Linked DNA regions of Mus musculus: region 2 is linked to region 1. Evidence: chromatin contacts called from public Hi-C data. All regions are on one chromosome and are shown on one strand. Each heading gives the region's core, a stretch centred on a gene start, on an enhancer-like site or on the middle of the called end of the contact. The rest is flanking DNA. Distances are from core to core; before and after follow the strand shown. Region 1 overlaps Celsr1 (cadherin, EGF LAG seven-pass G-type receptor 1). Region 2 overlaps Gramd4 (GRAM domain containing 4).

Evidence for each region. Hi-C and Micro-C count contacts between places; a contact is called where the count stands out from the background.
Region 2: a Hi-C map of the G1E-ER4 cell line shows a contact between it and region 1, with 3 times the contacts expected there. The contact joins two enhancer-like sites. A contact is called at or near these places in 1 of 15 datasets of contacts at CTCF or cohesin (large pre-B cells), 6 of 484 Hi-C or Micro-C datasets (CD8 T cells, the G1E-ER4 cell line, Th1 cells and 2 more), 2 of 115 datasets of contacts at active chromatin or transcription factors (acute myeloid leukemia and pancreatic cancer cells) and 3 of 9 other capture datasets (adipose tissue, liver and pancreatic islet).

Annotation. Positions count from the first base shown.
Region 1 is chr15:85,967,708-85,973,456 of GRCm38.p6, reverse strand. All of the region lies in intron 2 of Celsr1 (cadherin, EGF LAG seven-pass G-type receptor 1), which reads left to right. Among named protein-coding and RNA genes, the nearest start is that of Celsr1, 63 kb to the left of the region's middle. Within about 2 kb of position 2,931, at least 106 of the 459 cell types and tissues checked have an H3K27ac peak or open chromatin away from gene starts, as enhancers often do. A contact at or near this core is called in the G1E-ER4 cell line, where this site is marked.
Region 2 is chr15:86,120,100-86,125,170 of GRCm38.p6, reverse strand. Gramd4 (GRAM domain containing 4) reads right to left here. Exons shown (of 19, transcript NM_001379572.1): 5 at 2,919-2,992; 6 at 1-47. Among named protein-coding and RNA genes, the nearest start is that of Gm15722, 31 kb to the right of the region's middle. Within about 2 kb of position 1,605, at least 49 of the 459 cell types and tissues checked have an H3K27ac peak or open chromatin away from gene starts, as enhancers often do. A contact at or near this core is called in the G1E-ER4 cell line, where this site is marked.

The DNA of each region.
Region 1 (5,749 bases), core at 1,682-4,181:
AGTTACCTTGAGGCTACATGTCAAATGTATACATGAACCATAAATGAATTTTGTGTTTAGTCTTGATACCCCTCCCAAGCTCGTTATGTGTATACGGAGATTCCAGAACTTTAAAAAGAACCTGCTGAAATCTAAAACCTTCTCATCCTAGGCACGCTTTTTTTTCTTTCTTTGAACTAAGGTCCTCTGGGGAGTTGAGGTTGACCTTTGAACTCACGATCCTCCTGCCTCAGTCTCCCGAGTGCTGGGATTTCAGGCTTATGCCGCCATACTTGTCTGTGTGGGTATGGAATGAGGGATCTGGGTTTGTATAAGGGATCTACATAGCCTGTACTGCCACCGGTGAGGTAAGATGCTTGAGCCATGTCCCTTTATGTTTCTGAAGGCCCCGAAGGCCATGGTCGAGGTATGCCCAAAGTGGGGGTGGGGGGGGTGCTTCCTGTCTCTTCAGGACTTGTTAGCCACTTGACCTATGCTGCATGGCTACTGCCTATACCTCTCCACAGTGCATGCTTCCTGTGGCCTGGTCTAAATTCTCTCTTACACAGACATCAGCCATTGGAGTAATCATCCCGAATCCAACATGTCCTCCTCTGAGCTCCCCTATACCTGCAAGAGCCTATGCCTAAATAAGTCCTACTCACCGGTGCCAGACTTAGGCAGTTCTAGACCGTCACTTCAGGGAACAACTTACTCTGCCCCATGATTCCTTTTGCTTCTTGCCCGTGTGTGTGTGTGTGTGTGTGTGTGTGTGTGTGTGTGTGCTCACATATGTGTGCGCATATGTGCGTGGGTCTAGTTCCTGCCTGGGGCAGGTGTGCTCTTGCTAAGAGGCAGTTTCCTGAGCATGGTTGTACACAGGGGTCTGAGCCAGAAGCAAGAGCAACCTGAGCCTTATCAGTCAGCTTGCAGATGGCCAAAGAAGAGTGAGTAAGAAAAGCGGAGTTAGTAGTAGGGACATGACTGGCTGTCTGGTCAGTCCTGTATTGGGTGTCTCAGCCATGGGTGAGATGGGGCCTAGCTTCCCTCACCTGACTTGTGGGCATCTCTGTTTTATACACTGTCTGGGCTGGAGGGCTGCAGGTCATCACAGCTGGGCTCACTTGGGGATGGGGAGGGCCTTGGGCTCTAAACTGAAGGATTTGGGCAAGTCTGCCTCCTCTTGGAGGCCTCGGTGGAGAGCCTGCTTTCCCCTCAGCCTCAGCAGCTACCTGTGTTGCCCTTTGCAACCTCCATCCTTGCATCCCACATTCCATCCTCCCCATCCGTTTCCTACAGAATGCTATGATGGCTTTGTCTCTTCTCCCAGTAACCCAGGGTGATCTCTCTCTCTCTCTCTCTCTCTCTCTCTCTCTCTCTGTGTCATGAACCTCATTCTGCAGAGTGTATAAAGCCCCAGCTCTCGGGTGTGGGGTATAATCTTTGGATCCATAATTTTGTGATTGCTACCTCTGGCACCCACTAGGTTGTCAGTAGAAATTTGCTGAGGGCATAAGAGAGCTACCAGACCCCGTGACTTCAGCGTGTGGCCAGGGCTTGGCTGTTCCCCCTGTTTAATGCCACTGTGGAGCCCTGACCTTCAAGCTTCCATAGAGAAATTGAGCCTCTGACCTGAGTGGTGACCCCAGAGGACTTTAGGGAAGGCAACCGTTTGCTAGTCTCCGCCCCATCCATCTTCCCCATAGCATCAGACAAAGCCCCTCTGTCTTGCCTGGGACCATAGGGGCCAGAGCAAGAGCTATGAAGGCATTGATTCCAAGCAAGAAGTTAGCACAAGACCTATTCAGAGGAGGATTTCCTCAGCACACCACTGTGTGGAGAGGGCTCCCATGCTGAGGGAAGTCTCCAGTATCCCTGCTCGGGCTGAGGACAGACTTTTGAAGACTGATACTTCAGTGCGTGTGTGTCCATGTCCTGGGTAGTTCTTTCTGTCTGTGAAGGCCTTAGAGTTCCCAGTTGGCTGCTGTGCCTGCTCTATGTGATTCAGACTTCCAGCCAGACCCCACCCCACAGGATAAAGGCCTCCCAGTCTTGAGGTCTCCCTTCCTTGCCTCCTCCTTCCCTCCTGTCTCTGTTTCTGTCTGTCCATCCCTTTCATTCTCTCCCATTCCCTCCCTTCTCCTTTCCTTCTGTCCCCATACCAACTGCTAAATACCGTGTTAAAGGGCCAGTGAGATGGCTCAGGGAGGCAAAGGGACTTACACAGGCCTGGCAGTTTGAGTTTAATCTCCAGAACTATGTAAAGGAAGGAACCAACTTCGTGAACTTTTCAACTGATATATATATATATCATGCACACATGCATATTTTTTTTTCAAATCAGAAATTGTGTTAAAGCCAGGCGTGGTGGTGCACGCCTTTAATCCCAGCACTCGGGAGGCAGAGGCAGGCGGATTTCTGAGTTCGAGGCCAACTTGGTCTACAAAGTGAGTTCCAGGACAGCCAGGGCTACACAGAAAAACCCTGTCTCGGAAAAAAAAAAAAAAAAAAGAAAAGAAAAGAAAAAAAAGAAATTGTGTTAAAACAGTGGTCCTTAATGCTGTAGCCCTTTAATACAGTTCCTCATGTCACGGTGACCCCCCCCCCCAACCATAAAGTTATTTCATTGCTCCTTCATAACTGTAATTTTGCTACTGTTATGAATCATAACGTAAATATCCGATAGGCAGGATATCTGTCTGATAACGCAATCCTGAAGGGGTTGTGCAACCCACAGGTTGAGAACCACTGTGTTAAAAAGTTCGTTTAAATCTACAAAAAGCACACTGCATGCTGTCACTTGGGCCGTCTGGCCGTCTGTCTGTCTGTCCCTGTGCCATAGTTTTCCAGTCTCTGGGTCTTCACTCTGAGCTCCTCTCACTGGCTGAAAAGAGACACAGCTCTGGGGATCGGGATGTGGGTGTGTCCTCTGGCAGCCCTTCCTGTACCACAGGGGGTTCGTTATCTTCTGGTCTCCTCTGCCCAGTGGCTTCAAGGCCATGGAGGTGGCTGTATTCTAGGGGGTGTGTTCCAAATGTCATTGCAGTACAGGACCCTTTTGGAAGCTGCTCAGAACACTGAGGCTCGGGGTGACACCCCCTCTCCCCCCTCGGGCTCTGCAGGCCCCCACCCTCAGACAGGCAGGTGGCTTCTCCAGGTAGGGAACCTTGCGGGTGGGTGGAGAGCTGATTCTTTACCGCTGGAATGCATTTTATATATATATATATATATATATATATATATATATATTTAAAAAATGGGTGTGACTGGAGTTCTAAGAATTTGCTTCAAAGACAATGAAGTCATCAGAAAAAGACAGACCCTGGACAAGCCCCAGCACTGTGGCCCCTCCTGGCCTCAGGGCTTCCTCTCCCACTGGCTGCCCCTTCTCCTAGGAGCCTTGGCGAGGGGCAGCAGGTGTCTGGGTCCTCTGTTGAGATCTGGGTAGTTTGGCCAGCGGGGAGGGGCTGGGCCACCTGAGCTTGTGGTTCTTCAGTCCCCCAGGAGGTGAGAAAGTCAAACAAAGCTGGAAACTCCCAAGGGGGAAGGGAGGACAGACTAGAACCTGGCAGTCTGCCTGGAGTGAGGAAGGAGGGAGGGAGGGAGGGAGGGAGGGAAGGAAGGGCTGGAGTGACAGTTGCCTGGAGGGGCGGAGTCAGGGCCTGGAGTGACAGCAGCATTCTAGGACCTATGCCAAAGGAGTTCTATTCCCTCACCCACCCTCTGGGTACTTGAGATGGCTCCCCAGCCAGGAGTGACTGGTCTCCCTGCTTCTGGGATAAATATATAATCTGCAAAGCAAAAGCCATTGGCTGGTGTTTGGATAGTAAACCTCTGTCCTGGGCAGTGGTGCTTTGCCAGTTTGATAGAAGTTTTGAGGCCTGAGCCATCATCTCCTGACACCTTCTTATGGTGCCGATCCTAGATATTTACATACTCTAGACCCATCCCTGCGGACTCCATACGGACACCGCTGATGCCGGCGTGGGTTACCCTTGCAGCTGTGTGAACTGACACAAGTTCCCACCTCCTCTGGGCCTTCAGCACACTGAAGCCTGCCTAGAAGAGAGCTTGTCTGGTGATGGCACAGACTGGTCTGTGATACGACTGCTCTCATGGTGCTTTCAGCATTTTCAGCCCTCAGTGTGGCCCCTGGAACAGCCAGAAAGCAAGCATCAGTGGCTAGCCCTGTCAGTCTGCTGGTCTCTGAGGTCTCCTCTGCAAAGCCAGCCTGCAGGATGCTGTCTCTCACTTCTCTACTTGGGTTTACTTGTGGGTATACCTGAGGCTGGAGGTTCTTCCTCAGGTCTGTTCAGAATCTTTGGGCTTGAAAGAGATCCCGGGTCCAAAGGCAACCTCATGTCACGATCCATGTGGGTTAAAGGGTCTGCTCTGTCTGAGCGCTGCAGCTGGCCGCAACCCTCTCTCTGCCTCACCTCTCACTGCCTCTAGCTTCCTCATCGCCCTTGGATCTGCTTTAAGACTCAGTTCATCTTTTTTGTTTTCCCAAACATTTGGCCTGTTTAAGAGACTTTGCAGCTGCAGGTAGCATGGTTTTGCTCATTCTTATAGCTCCAGTTTCTTAAAGTGTCCCATGATGGGCAATTCATTGAATAAGCAGGCAAATGATAGGCGGGCGGATGGATAAAGAAGTTCATCTGGAGGGATGATGGATAGGTGGATGGGAGATGAATAGATGGGTGAAGGGACAGACAGACCAGTGGATAGAGGAAGGTGGATGGTGGGCTCGTGGATTCACGGAAGGATAGATCAACGGATGGAAGAGTATGAGTGGTGATTGGGTAGGAAAAGGGACGAGTGGGTGGGTGGAAACCTGGAAGGATGGGTCGGTCTGCTTAGCGTAGCGCTCCGTGACTTCTCACTGGCACCCGCCTTTCAGTGCCCCAGAGTGCCACTCTCCCATCACAGCCCTTCCTGTGGTGGTGGGGCCTCTGCATGGCGTTGCACAGTGGCTTCTGTGCTAGGACGCAAGGTTCCTTCCTGGGCCCGAGCTCGGATGAGGCTTCCGGCGGGCCACTCTAGGGATCTGTGTGTTTATGACCTGACTTTGGTTGATCTATCCTCAGTTCCCAATGCCACCCCCAGTCCCCCACCCCCTCCCTTGCTGTGTTCACCACCCGTCCTGCTGGTTCTCAGCTCTGCCCGAATTTGCCAGTTTCCAAACTTTTGTGTCTTTTATGCGTTGGGTCTGAGCTCTTTACCATTGGTTGGGGCCTTTGGAAATTCTAGTTTTTCTAGTTTCAAGCCTTCAAGTCTTTATGAAAAGAGAAAGGATTTGTCTTTTTTATTTAGTTAGAAACTTAAGTTGACAAAACTTTGCCTGCCCTTCCCTTCCAGGGGCACACCTTGCCCACTATGAACTCGCAAGGGTCTGGGCACTGTGCTTCTCTGATGCTGGGCTAGGCCTTCTGCTTTTCTAGTCCCTACTCCTGCGTGTGTGCACTGAAGTGGGTCTCAGAGCCAGCAGCTCCTCATTTCCTCTCCCAAACTGAACACGACTACCCTCTGCTCCGTGGCTTCCCTGGACCTGAGTCCTTTCACTTCCATTGGAGTCAAAGCTCCCTGACTACTCTCACCTACCAGCTGACTCCTTCCTATAACAGGCAACCCATTTGCCTAAGTCCTATGGCTTTTGTTTAGACCGAGGGTCAGTGGCTCTGACAGTACCAGCTTGAGTCTCTGGGCAGACAGGACATTACTCACACACATCTAGGTAGGGTACTTATTCAGTGATAGGACATGCATGAGA
Region 2 (5,071 bases), core at 356-2,855, 150 kb before region 1:
ATAGAACCACTTCTGTACACGGGAGGCCAAGCCCTGGCTGCGGCGCTCTGTGGGGAGGAGCAGACATCAGAGAGGGGTGCTGCAGGGTCTACACAGCCCCTCCTGAGGTGGGATGGAGAGGTAGGGCAGGCATGGGGCCTCACAGAAAATGTCAGTCTGGGTGGGGATAAGGGAAAGGTTTATAGGAGTGAAGGCTACACTCCGGAGCGAGGTGTGAAGGGCCCAGCCAGAGGAGCCTGTGAAGGAAGGCCTTAGCTCCCTGAAGACACTAGGTTCAAACCAAAAGATGCAGGCCATAGCCACCCAGCCACAGAGACCCTCCAAAGCATGATGTCTCCAGCCTCACACTTGACCGCAGCAATCTCCAGACCTCAAATTCCCAGCAACCTTGGGCTTATGTCCAGGCCGTGTCTGACCATGGGAAGAGGCTGAGGGAGTTCACCATGCCAGGTCCTGGGGTCCAGCCAGTGTGTGTAGGGCACAGTGGGCTACAAGGCCCAGAGACCAAGCTGCTGGCCAAGGTGAGCTCACAGAGATCGGCTGTGTCTCACAACCCAAGAGAAGGCCAGGGCTGAGGCTGCCTGGCAGTGCCCCCAGACTGCACCCTAAAGAAAACAAGATGTGGAGTTGCCTGCAGGGGGCACTGCTCCACCATAATTTAAAAGCCTGGGACTGGCAGGCAGCACTCAAACACCACCAGACACCTGGGGTGCCATAAACACAGATATCATGTATTAATTAAAACTTAAAGAAAACACACCAGGTGTGCTGTGGAGTCAGAGAGAGTGGACAATAGTCAATGTAAACAAAGTTGAGGGACATGGGTCACTAGAGTGGAGGCTACGGGGTAGGGGGAGAAGGTAGGTGGGCTGAGATATGTGTCTTCTGGGGCTACCCAGACAGCCTGCAGGCCTATCTGGCTTTATTACCATCACCAAGGTTTGCAGGTGGATCCAGGTAGGCACAGAAGCTTGTATGGGAGCCAAAGGCCGTCTAAAGGCCAGGCAAAAGACTGGCCAGCCTGTGTCTCCATTGGATTATTTATGGACACTGGACACACGGTTCAGTTACTGGAAAATCACCTTCCTTGTGTTTTTTTCCCCAAGCATTTAAATATATAAAACGCTATTTAAAAGTGTAAGTCCAGGCTGGGCATGATGCGGGACATCAGAAGTCCCAACACTGGTCAGGGAGCCTGATGCAGGAGGATCAGCCTGGGCTACACAGAGAGACCTTGCCTCATGAAATCAAAATGTAAAAAAGAAAACCTGACAGGGTCTATCTATGGGTTGTGGACCCCAGCCGGATCCAGGGAACATGGCCATCTGCCTGTAGGAAGCAGGTCTTCAGTCGGTCCTGAAGTCCTAAGGCCCCTGCTTGACTTCCAGGGTGGGGGATGTTTTCTGCCACACGTAGAGCTAGCTTCTTAGGAAGGAAAAGGCCTAAAGCAGTGCTTCATGCTCCAAGGGGTACAGCTGAGGTCCAGGGATAGACTGAGGCAGGTGTCTGCCTGATAACCAGATTCCTTCATTTATCTAGGATGTGGCAGAGCCAGGGTGTGGTCCCTCTCCTCTACCACATCCTTCCTGTCTTGGAGGGTGATCGAGGGCCACAGTGTGGAGAAGGCACACAGTCCCACACAGCCCACCACACCTGGAGACCACGCAATCAAAGTAAGGTTTGTGGGTGGAGAGATGGCTCAGTGGCTAGAAGTGCCAGCTAATCTTTCAGAGGACACTTGTTCGATTCCCAGCACCCACATGGTAGCTTACAAACATCTGTAACTCCAGTTCCGAGAGATTCTATGCCCCTTCTTCCAGCCTCCATGGGCACCAGATACTTATATGGTACAGACACACATGACGGCAAAACACTCGTACGTATAAAATAAAAATAGATCTTTTTTTAAAAGAGAAAAAAATAGGCCGGGCAGTGGTAGTGCACGCCTTTAATCCCAGCACTTGGGAGGCAGGGGCAGGCACATTTCTGAGTTCAAGGCCAGCCTGGTCTACAAAGTGAGTTTCAGGACAGCCAGGACTACACAGAGAAACCCTGTCTCGAGAAATCAAAAATAAATAAATAAATAAAATTTTTTAAAAAGGCCTGACCTTAATGAGAAGACAAAGGGTCCCCAGCCCCTGTGAAGGAGCAAGGAGCTGGGTGACCCGAGTTCTCAAGCCTCACTGCCACCAAGCACTAAGGGTCTTGGGGTCTTCTGTGCTGCTCCTGGCCTGGTAATCAAGATTCACAAGCTAAGGGCTCTCCATCTAAGCCTGGGAACTGGCCAGGGATCCTCCGGATGGCCCGAGGAGGCCACCTCCCAGGGGATGCAGCTGCCAGACCTGCACTGGGGCTGGCTGCCAGTGGGTGGAGTGAGGCTGGACCTGGGAGAACCTTAGGAATGGCCTCCTCTTCTGGGCCTCTTCCTGATGCTGGCAGCCCAGAGCCAATGACCTAAGCCATAGCTTATGCCAAGCTTCCTGGCATAGGGAGGGAGAGTCTTGTGAATGGTCAGTATGCTGGACGGACACTGTCTGTCAGGGTGCAGCCAGGACCTGCAAGAAGTACACAGAGGACAGAGCTCCCTTCTCCTCTAAAGGGCAACTCTAGAAGCTGAAGTATGTCACAAGATGGATGTGAGCGCTAAGGCAGGGAGCAAGGGGACGTGCCCACATGGGATGACTAGTCATGGGGAACAGGTCAGTGAGTGAACGTAGCAAAGCCAGTGTGTGCCTTTTGGTGCCTCTCAGGAGGCCTGGCCAAACTAGACAACACGTCATGTCTGTGCACGGAAATGAGATCACCTTCGGGGTGACTTAAGCCACAGTGAGGGCACTGACCCAGTTTTGGTGGCAGGAGAGTCCCATATGGGAGAGCCCTGGCTAGGGAGAGAACCACCCCTTCCCAGGGGGGCCTACCTGTGCCTGTGCCATTGCTGGCCTGGCTCTGTCCCTTTGGTGGCTGCTGAGGCTGTGCTGGCTGCTCCTCGGACCTTAAAGGGGACAAAGGCAAAGTTCATGAAGCAAACGCCTGCAGCCCTCGTGGAAGTGCACTTCGGGGGACAGGTGGGATCTGTCGGCTCCCGAAGCCCTGAAGGCCGGAGGGCTGTTGAGGACAGAGCCCAGCAAGCACCAAGGTGCTTTCCCCATGGGTGTATGGTCTATTTTTCAACAGGCAAGTGAAGTCACATAAGCAAGAGGCTCTCGCCATTCCTATTAATTTTAATAGAATTGTTGGTTTCATCCTTAAGCCCAGGGAAAAAAATAGCTTACTAATGAGAATATCACACACCTCTCTATCCACACTAGGCCAAAGCTGGGTGATACTCCAATATGGTTAGGCTGGGTTCACACCAGTCACCTCCCTGGCTCCCTGCCTCCAGCTCAGCTCATGGTCATCACAAGTCTTTACCTGGCCTAACAGACTCTGCCTTCAGTTGGAGTCTTGTCTCTTTGCCTGTCACACCCTGAGGGAGCTATACACCCCAGCAGCAGCCTGGATCACATCCCTTGGGTGGCGACTCCATCCTGTTTCTCTGGCCAGCCATGTATGTATGTATGCCCTCCTCTGGAGTGTTGGAATACCAGCCATCCCAGCCTGCACTGGCTTGGGCCACGGGCACACAGTAGCTGTCCCTGCAGCTTCAGGGTGCAGTGTGAACATGCGTATGAGTATCTGTGGGGTATGTGGGCTACAAACATTGTAGGTTTTGTGTGCTAACTTGACACAAGCTAGAGTCATCAGAGAGGAAAAAGCCTCAGTTGAGGAAATGGATCCATGAGATCCAGCCGAAAGGCATTTTCTCAGTTAGTGATCAGTTGGGTAGGGCCCAGCCCATTGTGGGTGGGGCCATCCCTGGGCTGGTGGTCCTGGGTTGTATAAGAAAGCAAGCTGAGCAAGCCATGGAAGCAAGCCAGTAAGAAACATCCCTCCATGGCCTGTGCATCAGCTCCTGCCTCAAGTTTCCTGCCCTGTTTGAGTTCCTGTCCTGACTTCCTTTGGTGATGAGCAGCTATGTGGAAGTGTAAGCTGAATAAACTCTTTCCTCCCCAACTTGCTTTTTAGTCATGGTGTTTTGTACCAGCACTAGAAACCCTAACTAAGACACAAGTATGTGTTGTGCAGTATATGGAAGTGTGCACTATGTATGTTTGAAGTGTGCCTACACGGCCCTTCTCTCCCCACAGTTCACTAACACGATCAGGAACTAGGAAGTCTTCCTTCTGACCCCTGAAATGTCATTCACTCCAACCCCTCCACTTTCAGGCTTCCAGGAGGCTCCTGAACTCTTCCCCATCCTCAGAATAAAACAATAAGCCCCTTGCTTCTCCTGGGATCTTCACTTTCTACTTCCTTTCCTTCCACATCCTAGTTGGACCCTCTACGTCCTCAGAACTGACTCAGGGCCCGGCAAGCTCACCCACCAAGGAAGAAAGGAGAGAGGGAAGGGCTAGAGCCTTAGAGTGGGGCTGGGGCTACGGGATGCATAGTGGGCAAGAGAAGCAGAGGCTGCAGGGACAGTAGCAGGGATAGGGTCAGCTTATGGCTGAATGCTCCTGCTAGGAGCACAGGGAGAGCCTGACCTTCTTGGGAGTTGGGGAGGCAGCATGGAACCCAATATATAATGGAACGCCATTTAACTCTGAGTCTCTGAGGTCACACTTCAACCTAGGAGAAATCCACCTGAAGACCCTGGTGTGGGGTGCACTACCTTGAGGCCAGCGCTAAAAGGCAAGGCAGGGTCCCTCCTTCCCAAACAGGTCCCATGGTGACCCCTACTCCAGAAGACAGGTGAGTGACCTGGGAAGGGGAAGCAGGGTACCATAGAACACGTGAATTGTCACCAGGAATGTCAGGACAGGGAATAGGCAGCTTCTTGTCCCAAGATCTGAGCATCGCAGAGCTGCTACTGTAGACTAAGGCCCAGGAGGAAGTGGATGAGACCACACAGGAACTTGTCCTCAAGACTGAGCTGTGAGCACTGCCACCAACGTGGGTCATACTCGAGCGGCAAAATCTCAACAAGGAAGAGACTCCCCACGGGCAAGGTCCAGGTGGGGCATTCCAGAGG